Regions from separate parts of the Macaca mulatta genome. Here regions 1 and 3 are each linked to region 2. The links are chromatin contacts, called in public Hi-C maps. All regions are on one chromosome and are shown on one strand. Each heading gives the region's core, a stretch centred on a gene start, on an enhancer-like site or on the middle of the called end of the contact. The rest is flanking DNA. Distances are from core to core; before and after follow the strand shown.

Region 1 (2,787 bases), core at 231-2,730, 230 kb after region 2:
GATCTTTGAGGAATCAGAAATACTTCTCGGGAAAGGATGAGCAGAGGTGCCGCACCCCCGTGGGTGGATACCATTAGGCAGAGGTCTATGCGGAAGAGGCCGACTTGTGGCGTGGGAGGTAGGGAGGAGTGAAAAGTGACTGACGGGGCGTCCCTGGCTGCTCTAGGACTGCACTGCGGGGAGGTGCCCGGCTCTAACCACTGCCCTGCCCGGTTAATCATTTCCTGACCTTCCTTCCTCCTCTCGCCGTGGCCGCAGGATTGCCACATCAGTCTTCCCCCTCCCCCTGCTCGCCTTCTGGCCCCGAGGCTCCTTCGCCGGGTTTTACAAGGAGCCCCAACTTGGAAGCAATATTTGTAATAGCCCCGGACGTCCTCAAGTGCCCCAGTGAGATCGCAGGCTCCATCCAGGGTATGCCAGCCCAAGGGGCCCCTTGAGGCTTGCCCTCTTCCCTAATCACTTACTAAAAAGAGGTCAGAGGGTCAGGGATCCAATCTCCATACAGATTAACAAGTTACAGACTCGGTTTCCCCCGCGGGAAAAAGGGAATGGTAACAGCTGGTTGGCTGTTACGAGGCTTAAATGCGGTATGTGAAGTGCCTGGCTGGGAGACCTTAGGTGTCTAACAAATGCTAGATCCCTTCCCTTCTTATCTTAGCCTGGTAATGGGGAGTTTAGCTTGCCCAGCAATCCCAGGTTACGTTAATCTCACTTGAACTTCCAGGCTTGTAAGTCCTACGACGTGCTGGAGGTAACGCAGATGGTGAGTCACAGTGACAGGGTTTGAACGCGGGTTTGTGGGCGCCCCTGTGGGCCCAGCCACGCAGCATGTAGGTGGCTGGCTAACACCACGTGTTCAGAACCTAGAAAGGGCTACGGATCGCACCTGCCGCAAGGAGCCGAACCCTAAGTCTGGACTGCCCTGGCACCCATGAAACCCGCTGCCCGCCTCCCCCGGGGCCAGGCCCTTGGCCTCCCCAGCTTGTTTCTTCGTGTATAAAATGAGGGCCGTAGTGCCTGTCTGCCCGAGAGGTTTTAATGTTCTTGGAGCTGCCGGATTTTTACCACGAAGCCACGGAGTGGTCCGCACCACGTAGGTTCAGTCTCCTCCGCCCACCGCAGGAAACGCCGCGGACGGCCCGGGGTGCCCTACTCGGCGCCCCACCCTTCCCGGGGCCGGGGAAGCGGCGTGACTAGGGAAGCCACTTCGGAGCACAGCCGGACTCTGCGCCACCAGCTGGAGCGCCCCGGGACCCCACCCCGCAGGGTGGACAGGGGCGGGCCCTGGGGCGGGGCTTGCCCAGGGGCGGGGCGGGGAGGGGCCGGCCTGGGAAGGCGGAAGCCTCCAGTCTAGGGGTGGCTGCAGAACCCGGATCTCGGAGTTACACGTTCTACGGAGCGGGCCGCCGGGAGACGGCGGGCGAGAAAACACGGCGCCCGGAAGCCTGTGCTTTCTTTGACGCAAGGGCTCGAGACGCAGCCGCCGTCGGCCGAGCGCCCGGCTAGGAGCGACCCCAGACGGAGCCTCCGGAGTTCCTCCGCCCCCACCTCGCCGGGTCCTGGAGCAGCGGTCCTCCCAGCCGCCCTCCTCGTGGCCATGGAGTGTCCACACCTGAGCTCCAGCGTCTGCATCGCTCCGGACGCAGCCAAGTTCCCCAACGGCTCCCCGTCGTCCTGGTGCTGCAGCGGTGAGTGCGGCCACGGGCCGGCCCCGCCGCGCACCCGAGGCCCCGGCTCTGCCGGGCCTGCCGTCTAGGGGCCGCAGGCGGCCGGCGCGCAGACCCGGAGAGGGGCGAGGGCGAGCCGGGCCCGGCGGGCTGGGGAGGGTATGCGATGAGGCGGGCGCGGGCGGGAGCGGCGGCGGCTCCTTTGTTTCCCGAGGCCCGACGGCCGGGCCAGCGAAGGAGAGGGCCGCGAGGGGCGGGAGTCCGCGGAGGCCTCGAGCGCGTGGGGGCAGCGGCGGGCGGGGACCCTGGCCCGCTGCGCGCGCCCTTGCCCCGCCCTGCCGTGGCCGGGGGCTGTGCCCGTCCGTGTCGCGGGGTCGCCTGTGGGGCGGGTGTCCGGCCCCCGAGGGGCGGCCGCACGTGTGGCGGGGCTCGCACCGCGCTCCTCCGCGGACAGGACGGGAAGAGCGCCGCTCTCCGGGCGCAGCTTTGTCTGGGCTGCGGGGCGCGCGGGGCCCCTCTCCGCCGCCGACCCCAGCCCGGGTTTCCTTTCCCTTCTCCGCAGGCTCGGGCACCTCGAAACCCCGAGAGGCGCTCGGAGCTCGGGCGGCGGAGGTCGGGGTCTTTCATCTGTCAGGAAGGGTGAAGTTTGAAAACAGGCTGCGGGCTGAGAAGCTCGGAGGCTGAGCCAACAGCTGCTTCGGAGGGGGCGGCTCGAGTTTGTTTTTCAGACCTTTTGGGTTGTCCGAAATTGCGTTGGGATTCCCGAGTTCCTGTGTTGTGAAACAGTTATTAGGTTTATATAAGGCTTTTGAGTACTTAAGCGTTTTAACTCCTCCTGCTGGCCCCCTTGGAAGCCCCAGTGCCCTCTCATTGTCTGCTGTAAGCGACTTCTTAGGATCGCACCGGCCACACGGCTTTGATTACTTCCTGGTAGGGCCCTGGTGCCACCGCTAGTCTTTGTTTATTAGCTTGAGATGATCACTGCTATCTGGGGTTATATTAATAGTGTACAATTCGAACTGTGCACTTCAAAAATCTTAAGTTCATTTGAAGAAATACAGAAAAACGGCAATGGTATGATTTAGCTGTGACATGTTCCATTGTGGGCCGGAGCTGGGAA
Region 2 (3,079 bases), core at 51-2,550:
AGAGGTGAGCTGCAAAACACCGGTCAGGTCCCAACATCTGTCTGCTGGTGTTTTTTAAAATGTGGATTGCCAAAATCTTTATTCATGATGGGCATTACGTAGGAGTGGTTAACACTTACACAGCACTTACCTGTGTCAGGCACATTGATCAAAACAACCGATGAAGCATTATTCTTATTCAACATAAAAGAAAAATCTAACTTGGATGTGAATGATCAGAGAACTTACGTTTTAATTTTTAAACCTTTCAGAAATTAATACAGGTGTTTATAACTTCCACTTTTTAAATTATTTCACTTACTGAACAGATATTAGTGAACTTCTAGGTGCTGAGGAAGCAACAAAGAGCAAAGCAAACTCCCTGTCCCCCAGGAGTTCGCATTTTAACGGGGAAGAAAAATAAGCAAGTGAAATGAACGACAGTGAGAAGACGGAGCAGGGAGATGTTACTATTGCTTGTAGGGTGGTCACAGAATGCCTGAAAAAACAACTTTTTTGAAGATTTGAGAAAAAAATAAAAACCATTTGGCCAAAACAGCCCTGAGGAGGGCAGCTTCTTCCACCACTCTTTCATCATTTTACCATCTGTGGGTTATCGCCGGGGTCACTGCCATCCCAGCCTAGGTTTTATACAGGATGGAGTACGAAGTTCCCGCAACTATCCAAACGTGCTAAACAAACAAACAAACAAACAAACACTATTTAAAAAGGAATCCTGCTTGTGCCTGCGCTACGTTTTTCTTTAGTCTCTTTAGTTGACTTGGAATCTCGGCCTGTTCTCGGTGCATGCGGCTCGAAGGTGGGCTGGGGAGCTCCCTTTCTCTTAGCCACCTCGCGGCCGGCACTGGAACCCGATCGGGGTGTATCTGCGGGGGTGCGGCGATGGTTCGGGCCCTAACGTCGCCAAGGACGCCCGCTTCGGCAGCAGGAGCTGCGGCGTGCCCTGGCGCTACTGAACACCCGGTAGGACGGAGGGCCCAACGGGGGGGGTCCGCACTCACAGCCTTGAGCCCGCCCCTGCGCCCGGCACCCTCAGCCCACGCTCCGCCCTGTCCCCACGGCGCTAGCGTTTAACCCCACGCCCCGCCTCGCCCCGCGACCCACGTGCCCCGCCCCCGCCCCCACGTGCCCCGCCCCCGAGCCCCGCTCAGCCCCGCCCCCGTCCCCTGTCCGCCCCCGTCCCCTGTCCGCCCCCGAGCCCCGCCCCGCCCCCCGCGTCCGGCTCAGCCCCCCACCCCGAGCCCCACCCACCGAACCCCGCCCGCGCCGGGAGCATCTTGCGTACCCAGCGGGCCCCCGGGTCGGTTTCCGCGGTGGCCATGACGGCGGCCGTGTTCTTCGGCTGCGCCTTCATTGCCTTCGGGCCTGCGCTCGCCCTCTATGTCTTCACCATCGCCACCGATCCATTGCGTGTCATCTTCCTCATCGCTGGGTGAGGCGGTCGCGTCGGGAAACCCGGACGCCGGGGCTCCCCTCCCCCGCCGGGGTTACCCGCGACCCTCGGCGCCCCCACCGCGCGGCTCGACCTTGTTGCGTTTCGGACGGGAGGAGGGTTGAGAGGGGGAGAGCGGAGATCCCGCTCCCCAAAGGCGCCTCGCCCTCTTAGGAAGAAGCGCACACTGGGGGTCAGGGCCTTTTGCCTGGGGCCCATGGCTAGGGTTTAGTGATCCGTGAAGCCACTAAAGTTGTATAAAAAAATTATGGATAAGTTCATATATGCATCGTCAGCATCCTTCATTTTCTGGAGAGGGAGTCCCTAATTTCCCTCAGATTCTCAAAAGCTTCTGTAATCCCCAAAGGGTTAAGAACCATTGGCGTCTAGGATAGTAGTGCGCGACCTCTGCCAATTAGAATCACCTGTGGCCAGGTGCTTTAAAACATGCCGATGCCCACCCCCACCCCGATCCGTTGAATCAGAATGTCTAGGGGATGGGATTCGGGCTTCAGAAAAAATTTTTTTAAAGCTCCTTTTGAATGGTTCCGTTGTGCAGCCGAAGGTTGGAAACCTGTAAAAACACCGAAGCACCTGACTGTACATCTCCTTGTGGGAGCTTGATAAATACCGGACTGTGTTGTCCCATCCCAGTCATCACCTGGCTCTTCCTTGCACATACCACATCCCCCTCCCCTGATGAGTCTCTCTTGGCACCGCACTAGGCCAGTGATTCCCACTTTTCTGCGTTTCTTCACCTCCCACAAACGAAAGTGGTTCGTTGCGTGTCATTTAAAAAACAATAGAGACTTGGGGAAAGGTCTGTAAAGCTTGCTATAATCATTAGAATCCCCAGGGGTGCTGTAAGACCTGGAGGGCTTGGATACTGATCCAGACCAGAACACAGGTTTTCAAGTTGAATTTTATACCAATCACTTTAATAGAGATGTAGATATTTTTCTGGAAAAGATACTTATCTTTGCAGATATCGGACCAGTAAATCCATAATTTCTTGTAAGTTTTTAGAATATGAAAATTGCAGTAATCAGTTGTATATTTTCTTGTTTTGGCTTTTCAGTGGGCAGAGCATTGGTTAGAAAGAATAACAAATAACCAAGTTTCTAGCTAGACAGCCCTTGGCAGATAGAGTCTGCAAATGTACTTGCAAATAGCAGGGTCACTGAAAAAAGAGTAATTGTTGGGAAACCTCAACATTCCTCTTGGACATGTCTGTCTCACCAAGGAAAATGCACCGTTAAGAACAACTGATCAGAGCATCGCTATGAGGACTTTTTTTTTTTTTTTTCCTTATTAAAACGTCAAGAAATCTCTTCCTTCTTAAGCAGATTTTTTTTTTCCTGCTTTTAAACATTATTAATCCTGTACTGATGTTCACTTGTAACATTTTTTCCCCTATTTTTCAGAGCTTTCTTCTGGTTGGTGTCTCTACTGATTTCATCCCTTGTTTGGTTCATGGCAAGAGTCATTACTGACAACAAAGATGGACCCACACAGAAATATCTGCTCATCTTTGGAGCGTTTGTCTCTGTCTATATCCAAGAAATGTTCCGATTTGCATATTATAGACTCTTAAAGTAAGTTAAATACCTGCGTTACCTTTTTTTTCCCTAGTTAGATTTTAGTTAT
Region 3 (2,897 bases), core at 245-2,744, 160 kb before region 2:
GGTTTTTCTTTGCCTTTTAAGATTTTTTTTTTTTTTTTTGAGATGGAGTCTTGCCCTGTTGCCCAGGCTGGAGTACAGTGGCGTGATCTCAACTCACTGCAACTTCTGCCTCCTGGGTTCAAGTGACTCTCGTGCCTCAGCCTCCCGAGTAGCTGAGACTACAGGCATGCACCACCATGCCTAGCTAATTTTTGTATTTTTAGTAGAGACAGGGTTTTGTCATGTTGGCCAGGCTGGTCTCAAACTCCTAGCCTCAAGCAATCTGCCTGCCTCGGCCTCCCAAAGTGCTGGGATTAACAGGCATGAGCCACCGTGCCTGCTCCTTTAAAATTGTTTATGTAAGCAATCATGGCATCTGCAAATAAGGACAATTTTATCTCTTTCTTTTTGATCTGTGTGCTTTTAATTTTCTTTCTTGCCTTATTGCACTCGATATCATTTCTAGCACCTTGTTGAATAAGAATGATTAGAGTGGACATACTTGCTTCGTATGTCTTTCCCACTAAACATAATGTTAGCAGATTTTTTTGTTAGAAGTTCTTTATCAAGTTGAAGAAGTTTTTCTCTATTCCTGTTTTTCCAAGAGTTTTTTCGGTCATGAATGTGTTTTGCCTAATGATTGATACGTTCACATAAATTGATATGATCATGTGATTTTTCTTTTTTAGCTTGTTAATGTGGTTAATAGCATACACTAAACTGAGATATAGTAAGACAGGACTTGTGGCGAGAAGAAGCTGTAGAAGAACATTCCTTCTTCTAAAGAAATCGCTGCAGAAAGAGATAAGGTACTACTTGGGAGGACGAGGCAGGAGAATTGCTTGAACCTTGGAGGTGGAGGTTGCGGTGAGCTGAGATGGCACCATTGCACTCCAGCCTGGACAACAAGAGTGAAAGGTAATAAAAGGTCTGTTTGTAACTTCATATCTTTGGTGTGGTGTGGAGCTAGAATTCCAGAAGCAATAGATTTTAAAACAGCTTTAGGGAAATGGGTGGAGCTGAAATGAGACATAAAGAAGGGAGATGGCAAGAGAGAGAAAAGAGGAAAGGAGAAAGGGAAAGGAAAGGAGAAAAGCATCTCTAAAGGGAAAGGAGACGCCTGCTGAGCGTCTACTGCGTGCCCTGCGCTGTTCCAGAAGTTGAGGATCCAAAACTTCTTCTAGGCTCCCCAAAGAAGTCCCAGTCTGGTAAGGAATCTGACAAGTAGTTAAATGATACAAAGTGTTAACTGTTGTTAAGGAAGTGTGCACACTGAGGGGCAAGATGGTTAGGGCGAGAACGCCCATGGGACGGGAACTAGGAAGGCTTCTTGGAGGTGACGCTTGATCTGAGGGTAAGCAAAGGAAAAAAAAGGAAAGAGAGACAGAAAGATAGGAAAAACAACGAAGAGACAAGAAAAGGCAAAGGAGGAAGGGCTCGATGCGATCGGCGCTCGGGTCGTCAGGCGTCGACTGCTAGGGTCTGACCGCGGTCCCCGCCCCCGTCCCGCCCCCTGTCCTTCCCTCCGCCCCGAGCCGCGGCCGGCCGGGTCTGCGTGAGTTCGGTGGCGGCCGGCTGTACAGAGACGCCATGTACCGGCTCCTGTCAGCAGTGACTGTCCGGGCTGCCGCCCCCGGGGGCTTGGCCTCGAGCTGCGGACGACGCGGGGTCCATCAGCGCGCCGGGCTGCCGCCGCTCGGCCACGGCTGGGTCGGGGGCCTCGGGCTGGGGCTGGGGCTGGCGCTCGGGGTGAAGCTGGCGGGTGGGCTGAGGGGCGCGGCCCCGGCGCAGTCCCCCGCGGCCCCCGACCCTGAGGCGTCCCCTTTGGCCGAGCCGCCACAGGCGCAGTCCCTCGCCCCGTGGTCTCCGCAGACCCCAGCGCCGCCCCACTCCAGGGGCTTCGCCAGAGCCATCGAGAGCAGCCGCGACCTGCTGCACAGGATCAAGGTGCGGCCACTGGGGCGAGGGACGTAGGCGGCCGGGGACCCACCCCTCTCGGCGGTGCTGTCGGGGGCTGAGTGGACCCCACCCGGGGCGGCGGGGTGCCCGCGATCGGCTTCCGAGAAAGACTTCCCATTTCCCCACCGCCGAGCCATGGTCAGACGCTCTTGGGGGTTCCCCAAATCTGGGCGGAGGTCACCGCCTGTCTCGGGGACCGCCCCTTCCCCCTAGGAGGCGGACAGGCACCTCGCTTGCTGTGAGTGAGTGAGCATGGCCTGGGACGAGGTGGGCGGGGCCCGGCTGGAGGGGGCGGGGCCCAGGCTCTGGGGGCGGGGCCTTGGAAGGTCTTCGAGGAGTGATCTGGGCTTTTTTCAGCAGGCCTCTAACTGTCAGTTCTTTCCCTTCGGTCTTAGGATGAGGTGGGAGCACCGGGCATAGTGGTTGGAGTTTCTGTAGATGGAAAAGAAGTCTGGTCAGAAGGTGGGTTCAGAAAATTGTTTTGTTCTGTGCCAGTTGGTAAATAAAATATTGTTTTACTGGTTAGAGTGGATCCCATGAAATGCTATTGCATTTACTTAAAACGATGCATATTGTGGAGAAAACATCTAACATAATAAAGAATCAGGTGTCTTTAAATCACAGTAAGGCTTAAAATGTGACTAATAAATTGGAGTCATAAAGATGGCTTGCTTCTATCCACTCCCACTTTTCTCTTAGGACTGAATTTATTGGTCTGAAAGTTGTGTACAGTAGTCCCTCCTTATCCTTATATATTCCAAGACCCTCAGTGGATGCCTGAAAACGTGGATGGTATTGAACCCTGTATATTCTATATTTTCTCTTACATATATATATACATATGATAAAGTTTAATTTATAAATCAGTCATAGTAAGAGGTTAACAATAAAAATAAAATAGAACAGTCACAACAATACTCTGAGTGGCATGCAATTTAAAACTTAAGAATTGTTTATTT

What was found. A called contact is a pair of places that touch in the nucleus more often than the background predicts.
Region 1: a contact with region 2 is called in a Hi-C map of fetal cortical plate, with 1.9 times the contacts expected there. The contact joins the promoter of USP3 here to the promoter of APH1B in region 2. A contact is called at or near these places in 2 of 14 Hi-C or Micro-C datasets (fetal cortex germinal zone and fetal cortical plate).
Region 3: a contact with region 2 is called in a Hi-C map of liver, with 4 times the contacts expected there. The contact joins the promoter of LACTB here to the promoter of APH1B in region 2. A contact is called at or near these places in 3 of 14 Hi-C or Micro-C datasets (CD4 T cells, blood and liver).

The regions. Positions count from the first base shown.
Region 1 is chr7:40,842,545-40,845,331 of T2T-MMU8v2.0, forward strand. It overlaps USP3 (ubiquitin specific peptidase 3), which reads left to right and starts at 1,481. Exons shown (of 15, transcript NM_001266070.1): 1 at 1,481-1,688. The coding sequence starts at 1,598.
Region 2 is chr7:40,610,172-40,613,250 of T2T-MMU8v2.0, forward strand. It overlaps APH1B (aph-1 homolog B, gamma-secretase subunit), which reads left to right and starts at 1,301. Exons shown (of 6, transcript XM_001105067.5): 1 at 1,301-1,432; 2 at 2,857-3,027. The coding sequence starts at 1,320.
Region 3 is chr7:40,454,738-40,457,634 of T2T-MMU8v2.0, forward strand. It overlaps LACTB (lactamase beta), which reads left to right and starts at 1,495. Exons shown (of 6, transcript XR_003731268.2): 1 at 1,495-1,926; 2 at 2,334-2,400.